Regions from separate parts of the Macaca mulatta genome. Here region 1 is linked to region 2. The links are chromatin contacts, called in public Hi-C maps. All regions are on one chromosome and are shown on one strand. Each heading gives the region's core, a stretch centred on a gene start, on an enhancer-like site or on the middle of the called end of the contact. The rest is flanking DNA. Distances are from core to core; before and after follow the strand shown.

Region 1 (3,631 bases), core at 778-3,277, 190 kb after region 2:
TCGCCCAGGCTGGAGTGCAGTGGCCGGATCTCGGCTCACTGCAAGCTCCGCCTCCCGGGTTTTTACGCCATTCTCCTGCCTCAGCCTCCCGAGTAGCTGGGACTACAGGCGCCCGCCACCTCGCCCGGCTAATTTTTTGATTTTTTAGTAGAGACGGGGTTTCACTGTGTTAGCCAGGATGGTCGGGATCTCCTGACCTCGTGATCCGCCCGTCTCGGCCTCCCAAAGTGCTGGGATTACAGGCTTGAGCCACCGCGCCCTGCCATATTTTTTTAAATTAATAGACTTTATTTCTTAGAGGAGTTTAAGATTTACAGAAAAATTCATCAGAAAGTACAGATCCTATATGTCCTGTCTACCACCTCTCTCCCCTTTTACAGTTTCCTTTATTATTAACATCTTGTATTAGTGTGATTATATTTGATGAGCCAATATTGATGCAGTATGTTAATTAAAATCCATAGCTTGTATTAGGGTTTTTATCCTTTGTGTTGTAAAGTTCTAAGGGTTTTGATAAATACCATGTACCCACCATTATAGTACATTCTGTAGTACATATAGTATTATACAGAATAGTTTTGCTGCCCTATGCTTCACCTGGTCACCCTTCTCTCTCTCTCTAAACCCTCGACATCCACTAATCTTCTGTCTGTATAGTTTTGCCTTTTCCAGAATGTGGTATAGTTCGAATCATACAGTATATAGCTTTTCTGGACTAGCTTCTTTCATTTAACAATATTCATTTAAGGTTTCTCCATGTTTTTATATGGCTTGATAGCTCAGTTTTTTAAATCATGGAACAATACTCCATTGTAGAGATAAACACAGTTTTTTATCCTATTGAAAGATACCTTGGTTGCTTCCAAGTTTAGCCAACAATGGATAAAATGGCCCTAAAGATTTATGTGCAGGCTTTTGTCTGGACATATTTTCAACTCATCCAACACACCTTTGATAAATGGTAGCATTTGTAGTAATCAGTGTCCTTCCCAGGCAATCCTCAGTGTATCTTTCTGCAGCCAAATACCAATCCTGGGATCTCGAATACATTTTCCAGCCACATTATAAAGCAATTTTGCTATTCTCCTAGATTAACTGCTTCTGTATTTTGGCAAGGTGCATGCAAGACCAGCAAATTTGCTTTGGGATCTGGAAGATGTGCTTGACTCTAACCGTATATTTGGAATAATGTAATGAGGCTTATACTGAGTGAAAGTCTGAGGTCTTTGACCTGGTTCTGGTCTCAGCTCTACAACTATGTGGTTTTTGCTAATTATTTCATCTCTCTGGGTGTCAGCAAGCTTCTTTGTAACTGAAGGATAATAATATCTTACTTTCTAAAACAAGAAGCTGGATTAAAAGATGCCTTGTGATCATTTTTCAATATGTGATTGGATATAGGCAATTCAAAATGTAAAGGAATAGAAGAATAATTAGAGAAGAAACTGATCTAGATTGGTAGGGAAGACTATGGATACCTAGACCATGGAGATTCAAAGTGTTCCTCTTTTTCATCTTAGCCCTTGGCCTGACTAGAATTCCACTTTTGCTTCCTCCTTAGTGGTTGTGGTTTGGGGAGACTCTGTGTGATCAGTGGGCTGTACCCCCCCAGGGAACCCCTCAGTCAAAAGCTGTGGGTCGCCACCCCCCTCAAAGAGGAAGCAGAATGAAACCAACAGAGATGCCTGGTGCAACAATTAAGCAATTGGTCTGATCCTTCCTGGGCCGCAGGACCACTCTAGGTAACTTCTCAGTCAGGGGATAATGAGCAGGAGAGAGGAGTGAAGTGTCTCTGCCTGAACGGCATCTTTCTGTGAAGAGACTTTTTTTGGGGTGAGGTTGGCTTACATACTCTTCCATCTCTTGCAGATATCACAGTGATTTGTCCGTGGGAGGCATTCAGCCACCTGGAATTGCATGAGCTCGCTCAGTTTGGGATTATTTGAGGTGCCAGAGGTTCTGCCACTCTCAACGACATCTGCTGTAATTTTGGTTACTTTTGCCCTGATGATCTGCCGGAGTCTTGAAATTCAGCTGATTGGAAGTGGTTTTGTTGACTTTCGAGGTCATTTCCTATCAGTTACTACTAAGAGTTCTCTTACTATCAGAATCTCTCTTGCAGTACAGCTCAAAATAGTGGATGCATTTCACACTTAACCACCTTTTCCTACCAGCTAGTTAGAAGTCATCAATATTTCTCTACATTTTGTTTATGTGTAAGCCCTTTAAATCTATTTTTGCTAGGCATTCACTATGATTAATAGGAGACCTTTAAGATTACATTTATGTCACTCCCCACCTCCTCTTATTTAATAAAGGAGATATTTACCTTGAATGTTGCTGAAGTTGTATTAAATGCTACATGGAAATATCTGATGCTGTGTTCTGAGAACCAATTAAACAAAGAAGGCACAGTCATACAGGAAATAAGTGCAGTGCTTACAAAACAGCATAGGATGAAGATTTGAATTCTGTAAGTTCATAAATTGTATACTTTCTGGGTCTAAATTTGATTGAACTAGGTTATTTCAGAAGTCTCATGCAGCTCTAAGTTGTACAGTTCTAAGCTGGCGAGGAACTGGGATTTAAACTCGGAATTCTGACAATGTGAGCCTTCTTTTCAGTACTCTGGTTGAGGAAGGTTTCCTTCCACAGCATTCCCTCAATGAAGTTATTTTGTCCAATGGCTTAATATGGTAGTCACGGGAGTTACATACATTGACTGCTTTGTGCACATCTGTAGTAAATCTAACCTTTAAACTGTCAACTGAAAAGATTTATATGCTATAAGGTTTAGACTCATATACAAAGGATAGGCAGTTGACCCTCTAAATAAAATGATGGTTTGCCTTACCCCTGAAGTTGTGTCAGTGTAATGTGCTCATACTTATCTTTTCCCAATACTTTCAAGGCAATTGTGCAACTCAAATGCTGCCTCTATGTGACTTGGATGCTTTGGAACTAACAGTATGAATTTCTTCATTTCAGTTTTGAAATCTGTGGTAAAAGAATGGAGTAAATTAACCGAAGAGAGAGACAGGATGATAGAGAAGCAAGAGATTCAGGTTCTAATCCTGTCTCTACCAGTAAATTACAATATGATTTTGGGCAAAGATCTCACCCTTTTTACCTTCAAGTTTTCCTGAATCAGATAATCTAAGGTTCATGGTGGTGATAAATTCTGTGACTTTGTGGTCTTAGGGGAGTGCAGCACTCAAAAACTTGTGAGTGCTACAGGGCCTGTGTTAACCATTTTGCACGAATGATCAGGTTACCTTCTGGCCAGAAAATTAGAAGTACAAGAGAAAAACTGAGGTATAGATTCAAAAGTGGAACCATGACGTGCCAAGAGGCCAGTGGAAATGTGCGCTTCCTCCTTCAGCAGGAACTCCTGCCTCCACCCAGGCACCTGTCTTCTCTCCTGCCAAAGCTAACCCTTGCCTTTCAAGTCAGCTGCTCCATTTGACGGCCAGTGCCTTCGGTTCATCCCAATTAGGGAGGACTGGCTTCTTCTCCAGCTGGGTGAGACTCTGGTTCACATTTGGCTTACTTTTCAAATATTTCTTTAAAAATGAAGCAATGACATTGACAAAACAGAATGCACTCAAAAGAATGTATCCAAAGGCTACAT
Region 2 (3,423 bases), core at 831-3,330:
ACTCTTGGTGGATGATGTAGATCTCCGTCCCATGTTGACAATTTGTATGGTTTACTTGTTCATTAAAAAAAGAAAAACCTGTGAAGGTGAAGACAAAGAAATAGCTTATATCTCCTAAATTTATTTCTTCCTTTTTCTAGTCCCTACCAATCTCTGAAAAAAAAATTCCTTTAATTAGAAATTCTGTGAGACTGTTCTTTCCTTAGTTTTGACTTTAATGTCCAAGAAAGATGGCATTAAGTTTCTTTACCATGAAAATTTAGATCTCCATCATTCTTTGGAAATGTGATGAGTGTGAAGACCACTTTGAATATCCTCAAGTCATTACTTTATCTTTTTTCTTATGGATCACAGCACTGACTTTGTCAACTGATAAAAAAACAACTAGAAAATGCTTTAACGATATGGCACAAACCATGAACATCAGAATTCATTAGTCCTTCTTCTATAACCTCCCTTTATTAACACGTAATTGTAAAAGAAGAATACGAACGGAATGGGGGTAATGGATCTAGGCTCAAAACAAACACCTCACCCTTGCCTCGCTCCATGGTTTTTCTTGGCATGTATGCTGTACATTCTCAACACTTCTAAGACACTAAAAACTCATTCATTTAAGCATATTTAATTCAGATATAATGCTTGACTCTCAAGAGTTCAAAACACAACTAAAAATGCAAGTATTTGAAATTAGTGCTACACTGAGAGCTCCCCAAAATTTAAATATTAAGACACATATTTTTCTAATACCTGACTCCCAATATATATTTCTTAAGGTAACTAAAGGGAATACTTATTCTTGTTTGAGGAAAAAATATTTTGTAAGCTAAAACTTTTATTAACACAATACCCTATTACATGACTTCTTCCTCTTATTCCAAAAGAATGGGGCTTAATTTTTTGAAGCATTCTTTCCAGTAACAAAGGTGGACAAATTTGTTTCCTTTTGCAAGTAGACACTTTTTAAAGGGAAGAAAGGGAAGATTTTCAGACCAGTTTGTTACAGTTAATGTGTCTTTCGCCAAGTGTCCAATTGCCCCGAAAGCCAGATGTTTCAGAAAGCTAGATGTTTCATAGCTGTTCTGGTGGCAATTACTTCAAGACGGTGGTGTCAAAGGCTCTGATTTTTAGCTTCCTCATCTAAAAAATGGGGACATCAATTACTTTATAACAAAGCTCTGATGATACAACGGGATTACAAATAAAATATCTTGTGATGTTTGACTCACTATTTAACTATAATCTTTATAATGGATCCATATTCCTGCCCTAGCTACCATACACCCTGTCAAGTGGTTTCCTTCTCAGAAAAACTGGGGGGTGGAGGTGTGGGTGGGAGAGCAGCAGGGAGTAGGAGGTAGGGAAGGAAGAAAACATGCAAAATTCGTACAAATACAAGCTCTCCCATCTTTGATTGCCTGCGTTTTTCGTGCTTTCCTTTCTCAAGCGGGCTCATGTTCTGAATCTCCTCCCCCACAAATGAAACACAACGGATACGAATTACAGAGAATTTTACGGAAGATACGGGAGCTTAAGTCTGCAAAGATTAGTTTTTTGTCTACAAGCGGGGGCGACTGGAAAAATCAAGCCAAATAACCGTTGGGGAACTGTAAATAGCCAAAAAACCTTCAATGGGATAGGGTCCAGGTCCACCAAAGGAGGCAACACCAGCAACTGCCGAAACCATAGTGACGGTTGACCGACCATGACTCGAGGTACAAGACGTCAAACCTAAGGCTACCAATCAACGTGCATAGGAAGCGGCCCCAACCGCCCCGGGCGATGCCAACCGCGTAACCACTGGTCGCCGCGCCACCCCAGGCCCTGGAATACCCCAGTCCGCAACCGGGAGACCCCAGCCGGGGAGAGGAGGAGCGGGGCAAAGGGACTGGGTGTCCCCCAAGCCACTGCGCGGGCCGTGGAAGGGACGAAAGAGATGAGGAAAAGAAGTAGAGCAACTCCATACACTCACACTTCTGCTGTGCTCCCAGGACTACGAGAAGCGGGCAGGGGGCGATTCCCGGCCTCTTTCACTTCGTAAGGGCCTTCAACTCGGCCTCTCGGTCTACCCCTCAGCTACCGCCATCTTGAAACCTCGCGCCCCTCCGCAATCCTTACGTCATTTCCCATTCCTCTGTCCCGCTGTCTCTTAGCGCAGCTCGGCCCTAGAACCATAGAGAATACTCAAGAATTCCAGGACCAGAGTCTCTTCCGGTCCCATACAATACTCCATTGGTTGGTTGTCGGCTAAGAGCCCGCCTCATTGCGCTCATCTAGTACAATAGGAATTGAAAGAAGATAGCTGCTATCTGATTGGCTGACGGTCCTGTCTCTCAAGTTGGAGGCGTTCTGACCTAGTTGCTGGGGGCGTAATGCGTTGACCTGTCCGAGAACGGTACTTTCTGCAGATGCAGAAGCGTTCCGCGTTTTGTGTCTCTTGGAATTACGTTAGTTTTTGGATTTTTATGTTTCTTATGACGCAAGCAGGTGCGATCCTTTAGGGGTGTCTCCGTTTGTAAACGAATACCCAGATAACATTTGCTACTGAGTTTAATCCGCTTTGTAAGCATCAGGTTATCCCATGTGGGCGTCTGGTACGTGTGGAAATTTAATAGACGCGCAGAACAGAACATTTGTAGACCACCTGAACAAATAAATCAGCACCCGTATTAGAGTCGCAAATTGCTTATACGGGCGGTGATTTATTATTTATTTATTAGTAGTGTTCTGAAGAAGAAATACGGGGATACATATGCAGTCGGTTTTAAGTTTATGAGTGGCAAGGTTGATATATATTGGCCGTATTCCCTACTGGTCTATTCACCAGCCAAAAGTCCTCTATGATGTCACTCTACGTACAGGATTATTCACTTAACTCTAGCCTTTGCCCTTTCCTTACCTACTATCCCCTCTTTCCCTGAGTCAGCCCCCACTTATTTCCCTTAAAGGTAAGTTTAAACATTTAAAAAACTATCTTAGAGGGTACGCTTGGTTATTTCTAATCTTAACCAGACTATCCCTTGTAGGAAGTCTATTCTTACCACCAGTTATAAATATTTCAAAATATTGTTGGAGATACATATTAATTTTTGGCAGAATCTTTAAACTGCCCTTGAAGGTAATATGATCGGTCCTATACCTAAACTTACCTTTGTGTTAGGAAATTCTTGATTTGATTTTAGATTGAATTTCAGTGTCGGAAAGCAATGACAAGATCTGGTAGGTTAAAGCTGATAAACCAGGTAAAACATAAAAAAGAAAATAATCTTGAATTTTGAAGATGAACTAAGTTGTAATATTTTGCAACTTGTTTTTTTTTCTTCTTAACACCATATTAGTGGTCATAGTTTTGCAACTCGTTTTGAAAAACAATGCGAGAAGAGAAAGAGAAAACAAACTGTTTGTTGGAAATATTAAAGTCTT

The links. A called contact is a pair of places that touch in the nucleus more often than the background predicts.
Region 1: a Hi-C map of blood shows a contact between it and region 2, with 2.6 times the contacts expected there. The contact joins the enhancer-like site here to the promoter of WBP11 in region 2. A contact is called at or near these places in 8 of 14 Hi-C or Micro-C datasets (CD4 T cells, blood, cortical neurons and 4 more).

What each region holds. Positions count from the first base shown.
Region 1 is chr11:17,428,039-17,431,669 of T2T-MMU8v2.0, forward strand. PDE6H (phosphodiesterase 6H) reads left to right here. Exons shown (of 5, transcript XM_077953677.1): 5 at 1,870-2,861. The coding sequence ends at 1,946. Among named protein-coding and RNA genes, the nearest start is that of ARHGDIB, 20 kb to the left of the region's middle. Within about 2 kb of position 2,028, at least 9 of the 40 cell types and tissues checked have an H3K27ac peak or open chromatin away from gene starts, as enhancers often do. A contact at or near this core is called in blood, where this site is marked.
Region 2 is chr11:17,240,249-17,243,671 of T2T-MMU8v2.0, forward strand. WBP11 (WW domain binding protein 11) reads right to left here and starts at 2,081. Exons shown (of 12, transcript NM_001257936.1): 1 at 1,973-2,081; 2 at 1-78. The coding sequence starts at 33.